Regions from separate parts of the Mus musculus genome. Here regions 1 and 3 are each linked to region 2. The links are chromatin contacts, called in public HiChIP or PLAC-seq and promoter capture Hi-C maps. All regions are on one chromosome and are shown on one strand. Each heading gives the region's core, a stretch centred on a gene start, on an enhancer-like site or on the middle of the called end of the contact. The rest is flanking DNA. Distances are from core to core; before and after follow the strand shown.

Evidence for each region. HiChIP or PLAC-seq counts read pairs in DNA pulled down with a chosen protein or histone mark. Capture Hi-C pulls out chosen DNA fragments and counts their contacts.
Region 1: a contact with region 2 is called in a promoter capture Hi-C map of adipose tissue. The contact joins two enhancer-like sites. A contact is called at or near these places in 3 of 39 promoter capture datasets (hippocampal neurons and liver), 2 of 484 Hi-C or Micro-C datasets (the N1E-115 cell line and embryonic stem cells), 2 of 115 datasets of contacts at active chromatin or transcription factors (embryonic stem cells and pancreatic cancer cells) and 1 of 9 other capture datasets (adipose tissue).
Region 3: a contact with region 2 is called in an HNF4G HiChIP or PLAC-seq map of pancreatic cancer cells. The contact joins two enhancer-like sites. A contact is called at or near these places in 3 of 39 promoter capture datasets (hippocampal neurons and liver), 5 of 484 Hi-C or Micro-C datasets (the G1E-ER4 cell line, the N1E-115 cell line, brown adipocytes and 2 more), 2 of 115 datasets of contacts at active chromatin or transcription factors (embryonic stem cells and pancreatic cancer cells) and 4 of 9 other capture datasets (adipose tissue, embryonic stem cells, liver and 1 more).

What each region holds. Positions count from the first base shown.
Region 1 is chr17:29,154,691-29,157,390 of GRCm38.p6, forward strand. It overlaps Cpne5 (copine V), which reads right to left. Exons shown (of 21, transcript NM_153166.2): 21 at 1,831-2,700. It also overlaps the pseudogene Gm18271. Among named protein-coding and RNA genes, the nearest start is that of Rab44, 42 kb to the left of the region's middle. Within about 2 kb of position 1,406, at least 93 of the 459 cell types and tissues checked have an H3K27ac peak or open chromatin away from gene starts, as enhancers often do. A contact at or near this core is called in adipose tissue, embryonic stem cells and pancreatic cancer cells, where this site is marked.
Region 2 is chr17:28,929,559-28,932,258 of GRCm38.p6, forward strand. The region is part of intron 1 of Gm16191 (a long non-coding RNA gene); the gene reads left to right. Among named protein-coding and RNA genes, the nearest start is that of Gm16191, 5.6 kb to the left of the region's middle. Within about 2 kb of position 1,318, at least 214 of the 459 cell types and tissues checked have an H3K27ac peak or open chromatin away from gene starts, as enhancers often do. A contact at or near this core is called in the G1E-ER4 cell line, adipose tissue, embryonic stem cells and 2 more, where this site is marked.
Region 3 is chr17:29,171,034-29,173,733 of GRCm38.p6, forward strand. It overlaps Cpne5 (copine V), which reads right to left. Exons shown (of 21, transcript NM_153166.2): 12 at 2,292-2,367. Among named protein-coding and RNA genes, the nearest start is that of Rab44, 58 kb to the left of the region's middle. Within about 2 kb of position 1,293, at least 100 of the 459 cell types and tissues checked have an H3K27ac peak or open chromatin away from gene starts, as enhancers often do. A contact at or near this core is called in the G1E-ER4 cell line, embryonic stem cells, liver and 1 more, where this site is marked.

The DNA of each region.
Region 1 (2,700 bases), core at 156-2,655, 230 kb after region 2:
CCGCCAGCCAGGCCACCAACATGACCACCATATTCTGTACTTTCTACAGCATGGTAGCCTCTGCACTCGTGCGTCACATGGCCATGGTCTGGCCCCGTGTGGCCCTCCCAGCCAGCCCACGTGCCTGCCTGCTGCTCTGTGGGGCTATGTGGGTACTGGGTCTGGTCACCTCGATGCCCAACTGGCTGTTCCAGCAGGTGACAGTATTAGAGCAGGCAGTGGGTGTCCCCAAGGCCCTGGCCTGCCTCTTGTTTCTCAGCCTACCTCAAACAACCTGCTATTTCATCCTGCTGGGAGCCCTGGCTTTTCTGCCCTGCCTGTTGGGCCTAGCCTGCTCTTTTGGCCATGTGGTCTGACACTTGGGCACATGGCCCTTGGGTCCCCCAGGTGAGAGTGTGCAGGAGCACAGGGCAAACACACAGCTCAGTCTTGTCATGCTGGGGGTCTTCATGCTGATGTGGGGACCCTGCTCAGCACTGGGCTATGTGTCTGCCATGGGCCGCCTACCAGCCACGCCACTGGCTTTTGTGGCCTTCTGCCTGTGCACCCTGCTGGCCTATTCCAATTGTGCTATCAACCCTGTTCTCTGCTTCTGCCTCTGCCGCCCTTACCAGGTGGGACTCAGGGCCATTTTTCAGAGGCCCAGAACAGCAGTCAGTGGAGCGGCGGTGGTGACAGCTCACAATTCATGAAATAACTGTGAAGCTCAGACAACTGTGGGCTCCCAACCTTATAGTTTTGTGACCTTGGGCACCCTCTCACTTCCCCGTGCTTCATCTGAAAAATGGGATGAGGCTCCCACATCTGCACAGGGTGATCCGCCATTGAATATGCAGGGGTTCAGTGAGCATGGGAGTGACAGGTGTTACCATGACGATGGCGCCATCTTACGTTTACTACTTTGGGCATTTGAAAGGAGTAGACAAAGAGGGGAATAGAAAGAAAACTACCCTGGGGTCCTTAGAGTCCTGGAGAACGCTTCATCTGCCTTGCCCGTCCCTGTCTACCTCCTTTAGCTCTGTTCCACACACCCTCAGTTCCAGACAGAAACAAAAATAAAATCCACCTGAAAGCCAGGAGTCTGTGCTTGTGAATCACTGAGCCCCGCCCTGTCTTCTGTGGGTGGTTTCTTTTTCTAAGGTGGGTGGGAAGAGCCTCTTTCAAGGCCAGCTCCTTCTCACAAGGGCCCACCTCTTTCTCTCTCCCCCACCCATCTCGGGGGTGGGGGGGCTTCCCTTATACTCTTTGGATGTGGTCTCAAATTCTATTTTTGGCCCTGGAACAAGGAAGGCTTGTACCTACTGTCATTCTCTAGACAGCTTGTTTAGCTTAGCATTACCAGTTACGCACATACAGCAAGAGCAAGACAGAGAGGGGTGGGGACAGAGAGCGGGGAGGAGAGAGAGGCTCTGACTGTGTGGTCAAAAACCTCAGGGACTATTGTGTTGAATCAAGTCAAGCTATTCTCTGCTCTATAGAACTTGCCAGAGCCTTGGGAGCCCCAGAGGCCACTAAAGCTATTCCAGAGAGACTCTGGGAAAAGCAGCTGCTTCAGACTCCATGTCAGGCAACAGTTCTGCAGTACACACCTTTGGAAAAAAACCAGCGGAGAAGCCAGTGTCACAACAAAGATATTTTTGATGGTGTGTCTGTTCCCCAACATACCTCAGGGGCAGCGGCTCGCTGTCTGGACTCCCCTGCTGGGTACCCATCTCCTCCCTATACTTTCCCATGGCGCCCAAGGAGATGGAAAATAGGCTGCTGGTTATGGGAACTTCCCTTCTCTCAAGCCACGACCCCACCCCGTTCCCACTCACGGCGTCATGGGAGTCGCAGAGCATCTGATTATAGAGACAATCGTGAGTCAGCTCTAATTTACCATGAAGTCATCAGAAGTAAACAAGCCCCGAGCTGGAGGGTAATTGGTACCGAATTCCTCTTGGGTACAGCCTCAGAATGGCTGCCTAGAGGGCTGATGGGACAGCGTGCGCAGTATGTGCTGTGCGCATGCGCGTATGTCCTTGCTCCCATGCTCCACATTGGTGAAGGCCCTGACCTGTAGAAAGGGACCACGGAAGATGCTTACCGTGTCCCTGAAGTCACATAAGTCCTGCGTGGTCCACCCACAGAGCCTGCCAATGTCACCATCTGTGCACACATGTACCCCACCTGACACTATGGTGGCCACACCCCGGGTGGGGGGTCATCCGGTATGGGCCAGAGTGTCTCTTAGTGCCACCACTCCCATCCCTTCAAGCTGGCTGGCATTGCTACTTTGTGGTGGCTGATTTAGCCCAGAGGGAGACACTGGGGACTGAGCCAAGTGCCTCTGACCTCTGCACAGGCCTGGAATGGATTCTCAGTAGATGTTTGTTGAGAGATGAAGAAACCATGATCCACGGTGATAGCGATCCATGTGTTGGGGAGGTTTGGGTCACGTGCTCGTCTCTCTTACTTCCTTAATGGCTACAACCCTCTAGAGCAAACGTCAGATGCCTTGCCATGAACCACAAGGCCCTGTGCATTTTGGCCTCCACCCTGACCCCATCGCCTGCATTCTCTTCCTTGGTTAGCTCCTATCACACCCGCGTGCTTGCCTCCCGTCAAACACACTAGGCTCCTACCTGGCACAAACTTATCCCAAACTACCAGAGTCCTCTTCACCCTGGCATCAGCATGGCTCCCTGCTCATTTCTCTTG
Region 2 (2,700 bases), core at 68-2,567:
TAGTTTGCTTTCACTCCAGTTCCAGGGGGTGCAAGGCTTTCCTCTAACCCCTACTGACACCGGCACACGCAAGGCAAGCACTCACACAGACACAAACACGGAAGTAAGTACATCTTAAGAAAAACTAAGCCAGGTGGTGGTGGCACACACCTTTAATCCCAGCAGTTGGGAGGCAGAGGCAAGGTGGATTTCTGAGGCCAGCCTGGTCTACAGAGTGAGTTCCAGGACAGCCAGGGCTACACAGAGAAACCCTGTCTGGAAAAAAAAAAAAGAAAGAAAGAAAGAAAAGAAAACCAAGATAGTTCTGTCCACTCCCCACAATAAAAGAGTGTCAGGAGAGGATGAGAAAAGTGCTCCCCTGGAGATACTGAAGTGCTCCCCTGGAGGTGCCAAGGTGGCACAGGGATTGGGGGGAGCACAGTCAAGCTTCAGAGGGGAGGTGGAGCAGGGTGAGGGGGCAAGGGCTAGAACAAGCTGCTGCTTTTTTTTTAAATAATTTTTAAAAGATTTATGTATTTATTATATGTAAGTACACTGTAGCTGTCTTCAGACACTCTAGACGAGGGCAACAGATCTCATTATGGATGGTTGTGAGCTACCATGTGGTTGCTGGGAATTGAACTCAGGACCTCTGGAAGAGCAGTCAGTGCCCTTAACCACTGAGCCATCTCTCCAGCCCCAGAACAAGTTTCATACGAACTAAGGCGGCACCTGGGCCAGGCCATGTCTACAAGTGGGGAGCAAGCTCAGTTCAGGCCAGGGCACTGGGGAACTCTGTCTGTCCTTCCTGTTGGGGTCCCTTGGTGTATGTGTTGGTTGCCCTCCTCTATGGGGTTGACAGGGAGTTGTTGTACCCCCATCTTTGGACCTTGTTCCTCTGACACGTCTGGGACACACCCATATCCCAATTTGCTTTGATAAACAGGGCGGGGGCCCTTTCTATTTTTAAGTTATCAGTTTGTTCCTTGTGGGTGGTACCGACAGATGGCGTTGTGTTCATTTCTGTCAGAGTGCAGCGTCACTCCGTCTCGGTGTTTACACTCCAAGTTGGAGTCAAATGTTGCTTGTGAAATGGAGTCACCCCGAGCAAGGCAAAACTCTGTGCGTGATCTGTAACCCGAGATGATCCTGAATTTACGGTCTGCCTCTACTGCCCTACTCCGCGCCTACTTTAAATGGCACTGGGAAGGAAGCAGGGCTTCCCATGTGCTCAGTAAGGCCTCTGCCACCAGAGCTACAACCCCAGGTCCCCTCCTCTTTGTTTGAGATTCCTGCTGGCCTGCTGGCTGATGATTTTCCAGCTGGCTGGCTTCCAGCTCTTGGAGTTGTCTGGGCAGAGGCCAGAGCTAGGGAAACCAGAAGCTGTTTGGCCCAGCTGGAGAGCTCAGTCAGGGGTGTCCCCAAGGAGGCCCCACTTCCTGGTATCCTGAGCAGGGCTGGATGAGAGGTCACCTCCCTCTTCTCTGTTATGTGACCCTCCATTACTGCTCTCTCCTCTGCTCGGGTGAACCTTGTTTACCAGTTACCACGGTCCTTGGCTTCTCGTGTGTCACTCTGATCCGAGACTCTGATTGATGGCTTGGTCCCCACAGGCTTTGCTGACGATTCTTTTCTGGTCAGTCATAGTTGTTGTTGTTGCTTTTTAAGATTTACTTATTTATTATATGTAAGTACACTGTAGCTGTCTTTAGACACACCAGAAGAGGGCATCAGATCTCATTACAGATGGCTGTGAGCCACCATGTGATTGCTGGGAATTGAACTCAGGACCTCTGGAAGAGCAGTCAGTGCCCTTAACCGCTGAGCCATCTCTCCAGCCCAGTCATATTTAACTTTACGGACATTCCACAAAGATGTCCCCTGTGTGGAAACTGGGATGTCTCTGGGGACATTGCTCCAGGGAAGGAGGCTTGGGAGCAGCCACACACACCAAGAGCACGTATTCCATAAATATTAGTTATTATTAGGATTGCTCAGACACACTGGTTTTCAATAGTCACTTCAAACCTTTGTCAGTTTAGAGGGATGGACTCAGCTCCATGCTTTACTCTTATATTTCTGATCCAAAGGTGACTCACAAGTACAAGAATTCTTGAGCTGGGCACTGTAGGGAAGGCTCAGCTTAAGAGCACACACACACTGCTTTTGCGGGAGACCTGAGTCTGCTTCCCAGCACCCATGCTGGGCAGCTGTGACTCCAGCTGCTGGGGTGGGGATGCTCTTTTCTGGCCTCTGCACGCTCCCGCACACACATGTACAAAGGCACACAAAGGGAGCTGGAGATGCAGGAGAGGATAAGGTGGGTGAAAGGTACAAATGTCAGAAGTGTGCGGAGCTGATAGTATCACACCAGCGGTGCACAGGAAGTCTAGCCTCTGTCTGGTGCTGGTCATTCGCTTATTTAGACGCGGATGGGACAGTGAATCAGTCAGTGTGAGTGACCTAGTTCTAAAACAGTTACATGTTTACGAAGGGTCACAATGTTGTGGTCTGAGTCTTCTCAGATGTTTCAATAAACATGAGTCATGGAATCAGAGGCCATAGGTTCAGTTTCTACCAGAGCTCCGCCTACAGACGAGAGCTCCGCCTACAGACGAGAGCTCCGCCTACAGACGAGAGCTCCGCCTACAGACGACTCTCCTGATTCTGAGGGCTCCAAAGCACCTCACAGATGCTTGCTTGCTTGCTTTCTTTCTTTCT
Region 3 (2,700 bases), core at 43-2,542, 240 kb after region 2:
TTTCTGAGTGGTGGGGACCACAGATACACACAACCGTGCCTGACACATTTCTTTGAAGCCTTTGGCATTATCTTTAAATTAACGTGTAGTCAGTCACACTTCCGCTCTCTGAACCTACTCTTTTTTTTTTTTTTTTATGTTAAAGCAACCGTTGGCGTCAGATCTGAGCGAAGTGGACAGTGAGTTAGCACCCTGTCTGCTCTGAGCTCTCCTGGGATTTCCTAGAACCTCCCTCATCCTAGCCTCTCTAGCTACAAGTGACTGTCAGGCTTCACACAGGGCCACAGCACCCCCTAGGGACGCTACAAGGAACTGGCCCGCTCCACTAGGCGGCTACCTTTCCCCATGTCTGAAATCTGGTTTCCTGTGCACCAGGCTGCTGGGAATGCAGAATGAACCGGCCCACCTCTGAGGGTCTCATGGTCATGGAAAGGCCCCAGGCACAACCTCGGGAAGAAGAGTGTGCCTGTAGAGACTTGCAAAGGTGATGACTTCCTTGAGGGGACATTTGAGAAAGCCTCTGGGGACCATATTGATCAGAAGTGGGACCATATTGACTCAGTAGAGTCCTTGGGGAGGCAGCAGCTTCAGTGCTCGGGGCCCAGACAGACATGAGCCGTGCCTCTCTTCACAGAAGGAGCACACTCCCCTCTGTAGGCCCGTGGGGCTCAGGTGTGGTGACAATGGGGTCAGGTTAATACTCAGTGCCAGCTTAAGTGGAGATCTGCCTTAACATTAGAGAGTGGGGGTGTGGGGTGAAGTTCATTTCAAGGCAACACGGAGCCACACCCAGAGCATTCTGGTCACTGTGGAGGTTAGAAGAGACTAGAATCCTATTGCAAAGCCCCACACCCTGCAGAGGATGGTGGGAGCTCAGGAGGTGGGGGGGGGGTGTGCTGTTGGGGATCACTGGAGGGGTTGGAGACTGGAGGCTTGTCTGGGGCTGTCAGAAGGACAGTAGGACTTGAAGAGGCTCAGCGTCTGAGTGATTCTTTAGCAGAGGCTGGGTCCCAGGAACAGCTGCTTTAAAAGTGTGTCCCGCCAGGGTGGCTTCAGGGTTGGAGGTGGGGTGTTGACTGGTGAGGACCTTTTTCACACTCCTGACTCTAGCAAGGGCTTCCTGGGCCCACTTGGCCTCCTGGTGACACCCCTTGGGTCCAAAGCTGCCCCCCCGGGGGTGGGGGCGGGGCGCCAGAAACGGAGGTGGTTTTCCCCTGGCTCAGGCAGCTCGTATCTTGTTGATTGCAAAGAGGCTGTCTGAGGAAACGGAAGGAAACCGGCCGCCCCATCTGTGCAGCTTCCGATTTCCATTTCACCCAAGACTTCACAGCCACTGGAAGCCAAACCCCAAGAGAGATAACTGCTCCACCCACTTCCCAAAGAAAGGTACAGTCTGCCTTGCCTGGGCTAGGGGACTCCTTCCCCAAAACCACTATGAAGGTCGGAAAGATAGTTCAGTGGTTAAGAGCACTGGCTACTCCTCCAGAGGACCACAAGCTTTGTCTGAAGACGTGGGGCCACTCTGGAGTTGGGACCTCAGGTCTTGGCTTGTTAGACATCTTTCCCTTCCTTCCTGGTGCTCTTCCTGTGGTGTGTGTTGGAGGTGTGTGTGTAGGGCCGGGGAATGGTGGTGTGTGTGTGGGGGAGGGGAGTGGCTATTAAATTACTTTTATAAAAATTTATTTATTTATTTTTATGTATGTGAGTACACTGTAGCTATACAGAGCTGTACAGATGGTTGTGAGCCTTCATGTGGTTGTTGGGAATTGAATTTTAGGACCTCTGCTCGCTCCAAGTCAACCCCTCTTGCTCCAGTCAGGCCTGCTGGTTCAGTTCCTGCTTTCTCTGGCCCAAAGATTTATTTATTATTATACATTATTATACACCAGAAGTGGGCGTCAGATCTCATTACGGATGGTTGTGAGCCACCCTGTGGGGGCTGGGATTTGAACTCAGGACCTTCAGAAGAGCAGTCAGTGCTCTTACCCGCTGAGCCATCTCGCCAGCCCGCACCCAGGACTTTCTTAAGGACCTATCAGAAGTGTTCTGCAAGGGGTGGAACTCAAGAACTTGGAAGTCAGATGACTTAGCGCTGTGTGTTTGTGTGGGGGTATGGTGTATGGTTGGGTGTGTGGTGTATGAGGTGTGTGGGGAGATCTGTGAAATGGAAACATGAAACCCACCTTGTGAGACAATCCGGAAATCCCTGGCCCCAACCCCTCTCAGAGCTCCTGGGTCCTTGCTGACCCAGCACCCCCATGAGGAGAGACCCCACCCCTGGAGCATCTTACCTCATAGATGTTGAACTGACTCTGGCCACGTGCCAGCTCCCGGTAGCTGGTGGTGAACTCCCCAATGAAGTCATGGCTGCAAGAGAAGATGCTGCTGAGGCTGGAGGCCCAGGGTACCGATGGATGTCGATGTCGCCCACTACAGCCTCTCCCAGACCTGCCCCGCCCCCATTCTGCCAGGGCCTCCACCCCAAGTCACAGAGTATGGGAAGGGAGCCGTGGACCAAGAAAGCCAGGCTACTTGACAGAATTCGGAGTCCCAGAGGAAGGAGCCACAGGTCTGCTTGGATTCTCATTTAAATGAGCAAGAGAAGGCATCTGGGGACAATCTCTGCAGAGGGAACGACTCTGGATGACAGTCAAGTACTGTTCAATGTCAGGTGGGATAACTGCATTGAGAGTTACGTGG